Regions from separate parts of the Mus musculus genome. Here all the other regions are linked to region 1. Evidence: chromatin contacts called from public HiCAR-type and HiChIP or PLAC-seq data. All regions are on one chromosome and are shown on one strand. Each heading gives the region's core, a stretch centred on a gene start, on an enhancer-like site or on the middle of the called end of the contact. The rest is flanking DNA. Distances are from core to core; before and after follow the strand shown. Region 1 holds the start of Tnfrsf13b (tumor necrosis factor receptor superfamily, member 13b). Region 2 has its middle 18 kb from the start of Epn2. Region 3 holds the start of B9d1 (B9 protein domain 1).

Region 1 (3,493 bases), core at 733-3,232:
GCTGGGCGTGGTGGAGCACGCCTTTAATCCCAGCACTCAGGAGGCAGAGACAGGCAGATTTCTGAGTTCGAGGCCAGCCTGGTCAACAAAGTGAGTTCCAGGATAGCCAGGGCTATACAAGGAAACCCTGTCTCGAAAAACCAAAAAAAAAAAAAAAAAAAAAAAAGAACACAAGGCTCAAATTACAGCATTTTGCTATTAATCCAATATTAATCCGAATAGTTTACTTGTGCATATATATGTATATGTATATATATATACATATATATATATATATATATATATATATATATATATATATATACATACATACACACACACACCAGTTTTCTATTTGAGTAAAACAAAATTGTTATGTGAAATACATTAAAGTGGTTACTTTCATTTTAATGGCTTTCTATTACTACTACTACTATTACTATGTTTTTTTGAGGCAGGATCTCACTATGTAGCCCTGACTGTTCTGAAGCTCTCTGTAGACCAGGCTGGCCTCAAACTCACAGAGATCTGCTTACCTCTGCCTCCCAAGTGCTAGGGTTAAAGGTGTGTGCCACTAACCTAGCCAGTGGTTTTCTAGTTTTAATTTCAAGTGTAACTGCTTTAGTTTTTATTATTATAGAGAAACTATGAATGGAAAGAATATATACCTATTTCATGATAATACAAATGTAATAAATATTAAAATAATTATTTTAAATGTTAAATTATTTAAAATACTGAAATAAGGTAGAGGATTTTTTTCTAACTTCCCAGAACCTTTGAATGTCACTTTTCAAGAGGGTCTGAAGGGTTGACTGCAGATTTGCGGTTTGAGGCCCATTTTGTAGGTGAAGAGAAGAGACTTATCCGAGGCCAAGGGCCAGTGTGCAAACTAAGAACAGCAGTGACTTGAACTCTCCACCTGTCTGGGCTCTCACTGAAGCACTGGAAAGCTAATGTGGGTTCCAGAACATTCTTCCCTGATTCCTAACTGCTGGTCCCAGGTCCTCTGACATTTCCTTTTGGGTCAAGATGGCTCCTGACCATCACCTCTTGCGATTCTCTGTGAAACTCATTCGCATCCTTGGTGGACATGGTTGCTGGACAGAGATGGAAATCCTAGCAAAGGCCTGCCTGAGTCTAGCTTGGGTAGGGGGATGGGTCGAGAGCTGCTGTGAGTGGTGGGTCCTGATGACTTTGCCTTGGAGGAAACTTTTTTTTTTTTTTTTTGGTTTTTCGAGACAGGGTTTCTCTGTGTAGCCCTGGCTATCCTGGAACTTACTTTGTAGACCAGGCTGGCCTCGAACTCAGAAATACAGAAATCCGCCTGTCTCTGCCTCCCGAATGCTGGGATTAAAGGCGTTCGCCACCACCGCCCAGCTTGGAGGAAACTCTTTAAGGAAACTCTTTAACACTATAGGATAAACAGCTCTGATTCATCAGCAAAAATCAGCAAGAAAAATAAGAAGGCAGATGGGGATAGGTAGAGTCTGAAATACAGAACCCACTTTTCTCCTGAGGGCCATGAAGGTCTGATTTGAATCTGCCCACCGAGGACACACATCATCAGCACTTCGCGCTCAACACCTGTGCTCGTAGGCGCGTCACGATATTAAGAGTTCTTAGAAATTCACAGCAGTTAAGTGCGGGCAGAGATCTAAATGCTGCATCTCGAGGCATCCAAAATTTACCAGATTCACTTCAAACTAATCCAGGGGCACAAGGAAACAAATCTGGAGCACGTGGATAGAAAAAAGAAGGTTCCTGCCTGTTTGGCTGACCCCACTGGCAGGCAAGACCTGACCCCCGGAGGCCTCTTCCGTGTGCAGGACTGAAGCTGTCCCAAAGCTGAGTAGCCTTAGCTTGTGCCGTGGTGGCACTGCTAGATCTCCAGCCCCCGGAGCACCCTCTTGGCCCTCACCCACCACGGCTGGCTACTCACCACGCTCCTGCGCCAACAGCTCCAGCCTCCTGCCTGCCCTGGCCTACACCACTCATTACTCAGGGCGTTTATTATTAGCCTGAGATTTTGTTAGGCCTAGGCCACACTTCCTGGGTTTTCCCCTTCGACCTGGGGATGTAAATAAGCCACCCTGCTGACCTGCGCCTGCGCTTTAGTCCAGGGAGGACAGGTAAGCGACCTGTCGCTTTTGGCTTAGCAGTGAGGGCTTAGCCTGGTTGTATTAATGACAGGGCTTTGACACTTCTAGATCTTCTCTGGCCCGGCTCCTGCGCCTGGTTCCTGTCCACTGCCCACTGCCCACTCTCCAGGCTAGGATGTCCAAACAGCTCTTGTCCTCCCCACATAGCCTTCCCTCCTCTTGGACCATTACATCCTGTGCTGCTGCCTGGTCAGTTCTTGCTGTCTCTTTTTCAATGATCAGTTGAGATGTCACCTCTCCCACGAAGCCATCTGTGATTGCTCCCAGGACGTTAGGTGTTACGTGCAGTCCCTGTAGATCTGGGTTTTGCTTCAGGGTCTGATACCTTGGTAAGGACTTGTATATAAATTGTCTCGTACCTCCATGCCCTCATTTGAAAAGTGGGCCCTTGAGTCATTGTGAGAATGACATGAGTTCACACAGTCACTTGTTCTTTGTCTGGCTTTTAGTTCCTTTGACACAGGTGTCACTATGTTGTCTGTCTCAAGAGCCTCCTGTCTCAGACTCCAGAGGGCTGGGATTTCAGGTGTGCTCCTCAACGCCTGGCCACCACAGGCCCCTTCTTATAGCAAGTTCTCAGCACACAGTGACTGAGAACTCCATGTCCAATATATGACATGAAGAATCAATGCTACAGCATCAACTTCATTGCTTAGACTCCCTGGTCTTCAGAATCCTGCAGGGATAAGAAAGTCTAACAACTGCACTCCCAAGTTCACTGTAGTACTGTTCACAGTAGCCCAGATACAGAGGCAATCTGCATGTCTTCAGTGGATGTGTGTGGACAATGGGATTCTCTTCATTCTCAAAAGAGAAGGAAATCCTGCCATTTGTATGAACACGGATGGAACTGGAGAACTTTATGTATAAAAATGGAAGTCTGGCTGGATGTGGTGGCACACGCCGTTAATCCCAGCATTTGAGAGACAGAGGCCGGCAGCCTCCTGAGTTCTCTGCTAGCCTGGTCTACAGAGCTAGTTCCAGGACAGCCTGGGCTACAGAAAAAAACATTGCCTCAAACAAACAAACAAACAAACAAACAAACAAAAGAAAAAGAAGTCATGGCCTAGAGCGAAGGCCCAGCAGGTACGTGCACTGACGCTGCCCTACAGAGAACCTGGGTACAGCTCCCAGCACCCACAGGATAGCTCACAAACATCTGTAACTTGGGTTCCAGGGGATCCAATACCCTCTTCCAGTCTCCAGGGACCCCCAGACATAAGTGTGATGCACAGACACGTATTCAGGCAAGACACCATACACATAAAATTTTAAAAATTGGGGCTGGAGAAATGACTCAGCGGTTAAGACCATTGATTGCTCTTCCAGAGGTTCTGAGTTCAATTCCCAGC
Region 2 (3,493 bases), core at 643-3,142, 470 kb before region 1:
AGACAGACAGACCCCTTCGGATGAGGACAGTGACTTAGGGTTGAGAAGCTGCTTGCTAGGGAGGATCCCCTGAGTTAGGTTAGTCCCATCAAGGAATGGCAGTGATGAGCAGACTAACAATTTCCTGGACCTCATTGCAGGACCAGAGCTGAGGTATGCACACTTCCTGTCTTCCTCCCGATTCCTTCTCTGCTTTAATATAAGTCAGGGCCCTGAAGATGAAGTTGGGGGTCACTGGACCCCTTTACCTTTTACTCTCAACATGTCTCTTTAGCTGGCACATTGGAATAGATAGCCAACATGTTGGAGCTTCCCAAGTCCAGGATTTTCCCCTAACACTTTGGTTGTGGCTTGGCCTGGCCCTGCTCCTGGGAGTCTGGGGTGCTTCAGGTGATACCTCTCTTCCATAGCACAGCCAGGGGCTGGGGCATAGAACACCCCAAGAACAGCGCCGAGTATATGGCCTCCCTGAGTGATTACATGTAAGCTGTCCTTCTGGACAGGGCTGGAAGATCAGATGGAATCCTAATTCTGACAGTACACAGGTCCTCTAAACTCTGCCTTCTGTTGCTATAGCAGGATACTAGAGACAGGAGAACTGCAAAGAACAGGAATGTATTGGCTCAAGGCTCTGAGGGCTGGGATGTCCAAATGTTGGTGTCAGCCAGCTTCTCTCAAGGTGCTTGGTGCTGCTTCAACCAGTGCTGAAAGGAGGAAAACCAGGGGTTAACACAGTGGGTGCTGCCTTGCTCACCCTAATCGTGCCCTTTCTCTCTCCTCTGTTGCTGAGGGAGGATTCTATGGCTCCCAGAAGATGAACCCTATCCCCTGATAGGCACCGTACCCATTAGTGACCAGAGGCCATCTTAGACACCTTAACCCCAACAGGACCACATGGCAGTCAGCTTTTAGTGAGGAGAGGCCTCGGTGTACAGGGCGGGGTACCTTGGTGTAAAGTGGGCTCACCATGATCACCACCTCTCTGGGTTGAATCAAGTATCGGGGAAAGCTGAGGATGTGAGGATGGCGTTCTCAGCATCCTCAGGACAAGTGCTGAGGGATTGGAGGGCGTGGAAGGAAACGTGGGCTTTAGGTTTCTCTCTCCAGTTTACTGGCCATCTCACGACCAGAAACAAGTGACTTCACTTTCCCATGACGCAATTCTCTCCTTTGTTGCTCTAAAGCAGAATGGCATTGTCAGGTCCAAAGGAAACTTGGGACAAATGGCTAACTGTGATGCCTATTAGCATACCAAAGTGTCTGCTGGCCTCCAGGCTCCCTCAGGTGCTGTGGCTCTCCACTCAGCATTCTCACCCCCTTGCTACCCTAACCTGCTCACAGCCTCCCTTCTCTCAGTTTCTCATTCCTAAATAACCCTGCCATTTTGGCCGTGTGCTCTCTTGGTCCCCTCTTGACCCTTCTCTCTGCTCTCTCATCTCTTTTGTCTTCCTTTCTGCCATCCCCCATCTCTCTCTTCTCCAGGCTCAGCTCAGGTCATGTCCAGTCTACTACTTCCTCTCTCAGCTCTGACTCTTCCAGATGCCTTTCCTGTGTTCTCTCCCTCGTGTCTACTATAAAAGCCTTCTCCTAAAACCATACCTAGGAGCAGGCATGTACCCCCTCTGTACAGGCCTGGCAGTGCTAAGGAGCCGGCTGCTATGGTGGACTCTGGGCAGATGATGCTGTTGGTCCTGGTTGTGGTGTTGTGACTCTATGTGGGAGGGAGGGACCCCTCCCCCGTCACCACCGTTGAGTCACTCCTTAAGGCTGGCATTCTTACACCTTAACATGTCATTGATGAACAGAGGTCTAAAAGGTTTGCAGACATCCTCTGGGTATAGGGTGTGGTGGCTGGTAGGGGTGGTATAGAGACTGGAACCCTAGCCAGGCTGACTCAGACAAGGTGGCTGTGACTCAGGTTTTTAAGAACATGGTGTGTGGGGTGAGCTGAGGGGAAGCCCTGGCTCTGTTTCTCAGAAATAAAAGTCAGATCTGCATCCTCCGTGGCTGGTAGCCAGGACTGGCAGAGTGAAAGGCTGGATGCTGCTGCCCATTCCACAGTGCCCAGGGGAACCACTCTCCATCCAGGCAGCTGGATGTCTGCCTGCGCTTCTAACCATTGCTTCACCAGACCCTGACTGAGTCTCCCTGACTGTCTCTGGGGACACTGCCCTAAGCTACCCAGGGTGTACCTAGGTGGGGTCAGGCCTGGTTAGTACTTAGACAGAAGACTAAGGCTATGACATGCTGCCAGGAATAAGGGAGGTTGTGAAATTAAGGCTAGTCTGGGACACCATTTTAGTGAGCCATGTCCTGAGGTTGAGCTGAAGGCAGTAGAATCTGAAGGAAGGACTGAGGGAACAGGAAAGGACATCAGGGGGAGATTCAATGTGTAAAGCAGAAGATGGGGGCGGGGAGTGAAACTTTCTTGCTATAAAACAGATGGTGAGAATTTTTTAAAAGATGTATTTGGGGCTGGAGGGATGGCTCCGCAGTTAAGGCACTTGTTGCTCTTGCAAAGGACCTGGGGTTTTCATGTCAGTTCGCAAAAATCCTTAACTCCAATTTAAGGAATCTGATGACCTCTTCTGACCTTTTAGGCATGGGGCATGCATACAGTACATACACATACATGCAGGCAAGGCATCCAAACATATAAATTGAAATAAACATACCTAATCTTTTTTTAAAATTAAGAAATATAGGAGTTGGAGAGATGGCTCAGTGGTTAAGAGCACTTGCTGGCTGCTTTTCCAGAGGGCTTGGGTTCAATTCCCAGCACCCACATGGCAGCTCACAATTGTCTGTAACTCCATTTACAGGAGCCTAGAAGAGGGAGCCAGACCCTTGGAGCTAGAATTTCAGGTGGTTGTGACAGCCAGATTTAGGGGCTGAGAATAACAGCTATTAAGTATAGAACCATGGCTTAACCCCTGTTGCTGTTTTTGAGACGGGATCTTGCTACAATGCAGGTGTTATGAAAGTTTCCTCCAAGATTGAAACATTTACTTCAGCAGGGGCACTCTTTAAACTGGAAGGTAAACCCCTCAAATCTCAGGAAGTCCCTGAAACTGACAAGATGCACTAGGCCCCTCCCTGCCAGAGGAAGCATTTAAAGTTGGGACTCCCTCAAAGACAAGATAAGCTGCAAAGGAGATCCAGAACTAGTAGCTGCAACAATTTTTTGTCTAAGGAAGCTGTAAAAGAAAACAAAAGAGAAAGAAAGAAAGAAAGAAAGGAAGGAAGGAAGGAAGGAAGGAAAGAAAAGAGAAGAAAAAAGAAAAAATCTTACACGCGCTCAACTGGCCAGGAAGAACGACGCTGCTACAGGATCCTTCTGCACACATTTATTCAGTCCTGTTTCTTCTTTCTCCATATATCTCCCTTGTTTATATCTCCCTCGTTTTTATATCTCCCTTGTTTATATCTCTCCCTTGTTTATATCTCCCCTGTTTGTATCTCTCCCTCGTTTATATCTCCCCCGAACCCTGGG
Region 3 (3,493 bases), core at 313-2,812, 380 kb before region 1:
TTGTTTTCAGGTGGGGGTATTGGCTGATGCTGTCCAAAGCCACTGGCAGGTGGTTCTCCAGAGCCTGCCTGGTTAGGCTGCTACTTGTCCCTCTCAGCTGCCACTAACAGACTCCAGGGGTACACCAGCGAACCCAGTAGTGACTGTATTCTATAAACTAGCTTTCCCCCAAAAACAAATGCAATGTTTAGGTCATCTCTGACCTTAGTGTCTACCTCTTGGTCTCGAATAGAAGGGTATGATTCAGGAATCACCAAAGCTCTAACCAGAGGAGGCCCATGAGTCCAACTTACCGCTGTTGGGGCCCAGTCCTGGCCATACACAAAGCAGTACTTGCAGTAGAGGTCATCATACTCTGGAAACTGAGAGAAAAAGTATACAGGATTCTGTCTAGAAAGGGCAAACTGGGCCCACACATTAGCTAGGCAGATGCAGTGGACAGGAATTAGGAACACGAGGCATCTGGGACTGAGGAGGTGGACATGGGTTTCAGGGCGGGCAGGGAATGGAAATCAGGAAGTCAGGCTTAGTCCCAGACTGCCAATACCCGTAGGTTATTTTGCTCAGGGTCTACTTTCTGTCTTGTCTTTCTCAGTCCACATGTGGTAGGCCCCTTGCCCATCTTTCAGAGTTCCCCTTCAGTCTCTAGCTGGCTTAAGGATCATTGCTTGGCTCCCTTCACTTCTCTGCATTTCTGCATGTGGGTACCTAATGTCTATCTGATAACCCTGTTAGACTGAAGAAGGAACAGGTTTCATGCCTCAGCGCATCTCCAGTGCTGGGCACAAATTAGCTCTACAGAAATGATGCTCACGTGAAACCCAGAAGCTACAGGGCCAAAGAACATGGCTAAAACTGAGGGTCCCGGAGAAAGGAAGGCCCAGGGCAGACGCCAAGGAAGGTGTCCAGAGTAAGCAGCCCAGACATCCTCTAATCGGATAGAGGAAAACAGGGAGGACGCAGTACCAATGAATGGGAAGGCAGGAACACCTACTGAGCTTCAGACTTGGCAGAACCTAAAGCATGTCAGCCAAACCTCAGAATATGTAGGAATAATGGGCATTTTCAACAAGCAGCCCAGAAGAATAATGTAGCAAAGTTCTGTCTCTTAGACGGACCGGGTCAAATCCCACCTTGGCCACTGCCTTCCGGTAAGTTCCCAGCTGTTAAATGGATCAGCTGAGTCTTCAGTCCCATTAGTCCTAGGCCACCACTCAACCAAGTAAACAGGATCCAAGTGGTACCAGCTGAACGCCTCGAGGTCTGTTTTCACTCAAGCTTGTCCGGTTCATCTACCTGGAGCCAAGGTTCTCAAATGCTGCTTCTCCTTTCCATTTATTTGAGATGCTCAGAGCATCTTGGCTTTCTAGGAGCTGAGCGAAGAGCCCGGGGAGAGAAACAGGCCGTCCCCGGGCGGAGTCCACGACTGCTTACCTGTGCGCTCTCTACCTGCCCGGTGATCATGAGCAGGAAGACGCTGGGACTTGCTGCAGCCATTGCACTGATGGGCCGGGAGACCGGCGCAGGCCGCGCGCTGTTGCCAGGAGGCTCTCGGTTGTCTTGGAAACAGACGGTAAGTCGTCTAGGACAAATTTCTCAAGCGGTGACGAGTTCGCTCAAAGGTAAGAGTGCGCAGGCGCAGTAGTCTTTATGGCTTTGGGCACTGTCCTCCGTGTCTGTCGCGCGGAACCTAACCCCCAGGGGCGGGTCCACGGACCCGCACTGTGTGACTTCACTCGTCTGGCCATGCTTGAAGCTCGCAGGCTGCAAAGCTGGATGTTGAGAAGAAGCAGCACCGGCACTCAGGCCCGCGGAAAGTCACGTGCTAGAGTTACCTCTCTCCAGGTGGTGTCGCTGTTGCCACACACAGCGACGGCAAAGACGCCATCGTTGGAAGGCTTGGTGCGCGGGAGTGGTCCAGCGGGCATCACCCAGCACATTGTCTCAGGTGAAGAATGCGCCCTTCAGCCCTATGAGGCTCTTGTCATCGAAACCCGGAGACTCCATTTGTCCAAGTCCCGCGTCCTGCATGAGAAGCTGGAGCCCACGGAACCAGTCACCCAATTTTGGAAAATCACTGGTAGCTCAGGGATGTCAGAGCTTGGTCCCAAGCCACCAGCATCCTTTTCGGTAGACACCATTGTTAGTGCTTGGATTCAACTGCACTTACTCTATCACTGTCCAATTCAAGGTGGCTTAATGCGAGCTTCTTGCCTTTAGATCCCCAGCTCGACTCTAGGGGCATTGAATGCCTGGTCCTCATTGCCCGGCCAGTGCAAAATATTTGGGAACTACTTCTTTAATAAATAAAATTGAACACATCTCAGTTTTCTGGAGGGCGTGACTGAAATCCAGACCTGGAAGGTAATTTAGCCATATTCGTTACAGGAATTTAGCTGCAGAATCAGACTTCACTTTCAGAGCTTATAAGGAAACATCAAAGAGCACATTAATGATGAGGGAGCCTGGAAACAAACGGATGCAGATGTGTATACTTTAGGGAGCTCAGCCTGCAGTAATGACACCAGGTCACGCTAACTGTTAGCTTGGAAGTCAGTTGGCGGGATTCCCAAAGCCACCTATGGGGAAGAGGAAAGGCATGTGGTCACAGCGTTCTAGGTGGGCCGAGGTGCAAGCATGTAAGAAATTCTTTTAGCTTAGAGCCAAGAGTCATACAAGCAGAGGCTCTAGGCCCCTCTCTCCTAGCCGGTGGCTGCCACTTGCTGTTCTTTACTGAAAGCGTTGGAAAGATACAGGCTACTGAAAGGAAGCCTTCTCAATCCCCAAATTACTCATTAGATAAGGCTTTTCTGTCCTAAACCAACAGGATGAGACATTTAGGAAGAGGTCTGTGCTGGCTAGTTTTTTTGTCAATTTGGCACAAGCCATAGTTATCTGAGAGGAGGGAACCAAGATTGAGAAAGCCTCCATGTGATTGGGCTTGTAAGCCTGTTGAACATTTTCTTAATTAGTGATTGGTGGAGAAGGGCCAGGCCCACTGTGGATGGTGCTACCCTAGGCTGGTGATCCTGAGTTCTATGAGAAAACAAACCTGGGGATGATTTCAGTCACTGGTACCTGTACTCTCTCAGGCCTTTTCTGTCCTGTAGGAGAATGTTCCCATCTAGTTACTAAAGGCATCCATAGCAGGAGATACCGTATGCTCCTGGTTTGGGCATATGAGTGAAGCCATAAGTCTTCATCAAGGAACCCTCATTTTATAAAATGTTTCATTCTCCTTATCACTGCAGAGGTAAGATAATGAAAAGCATCCCCAGGCTCTCACCCAGCAGCTGTAGAGTGCTCGAGGACCCTGGTAGATGTTCTGGTGAGTTTTATGTCAATTTGACAAAAGCTAGGGTCATCAGAGAGACAGGAGTCTCAGTTAAGAAAATGCCTCCTGGGGGCTGGTGAGATGGCTCAGTGGGTAAGAGCACCTGACTGCTCTTCCGAAGGTCTGAAGTTCAAATCCCAGCAACCACATGGTGGCTCA

What was found. HiCAR-type assays count read pairs that join an accessible place to other places. HiChIP or PLAC-seq counts read pairs in DNA pulled down with a chosen protein or histone mark.
Region 2: a HiCAR-type map of Th17 cells shows a contact between it and region 1, with 3 times the contacts expected there. The contact joins the enhancer-like site here to the promoter of Tnfrsf13b in region 1. A contact is called at or near these places in 5 of 39 promoter capture datasets (the HPC-7 cell line, cranial neural crest, liver and 2 more) and 2 of 115 datasets of contacts at active chromatin or transcription factors (Th17 cells and embryonic basal ganglia).
Region 3: a contact with region 1 is called in an H3K4me3 HiChIP or PLAC-seq map of embryonic basal ganglia, with 3 times the contacts expected there. The contact joins the promoter of B9d1 here to the promoter of Tnfrsf13b in region 1. A contact is called at or near these places in 14 of 39 promoter capture datasets (the 3T3-L1 cell line, the C10 cell line, the SN4741 cell line and 8 more), 1 of 15 datasets of contacts at CTCF or cohesin (large pre-B cells), 7 of 484 Hi-C or Micro-C datasets (the AML12 cell line, the HL-1 cell line, cerebral cortex and 2 more), 21 of 115 datasets of contacts at active chromatin or transcription factors (the NIH/3T3 cell line, astrocytes, bone marrow-derived macrophages and 14 more) and 2 of 9 other capture datasets (adipose tissue and pancreatic islet).

Annotation. Positions count from the first base shown.
Region 1 is chr11:61,125,244-61,128,736 of GRCm38.p6, reverse strand. It overlaps Tnfrsf13b (tumor necrosis factor receptor superfamily, member 13b), which reads right to left and starts at 1,982. Exons shown (of 5, transcript NM_021349.3): 1 at 1,922-1,982.
Region 2 is chr11:61,596,225-61,599,717 of GRCm38.p6, reverse strand. No RefSeq gene overlaps it. Among named protein-coding and RNA genes, the nearest start is that of Epn2, 18 kb to the right of the region's middle. Within about 2 kb of position 1,892, at least 62 of the 459 cell types and tissues checked have an H3K27ac peak or open chromatin away from gene starts, as enhancers often do. A contact at or near this core is called in Th17 cells, where this site is marked.
Region 3 is chr11:61,503,213-61,506,705 of GRCm38.p6, reverse strand. B9d1 (B9 protein domain 1) reads right to left here and starts at 1,562. Exons shown (of 7, transcript NM_013717.3): 1 at 1,435-1,562; 2 at 294-362. The coding sequence starts at 1,497. It overlaps B9d1os (a long non-coding RNA gene), which reads left to right and starts at 1,620. Exons shown (of 1, transcript XR_141098.4): 1 at 1,620-2,321.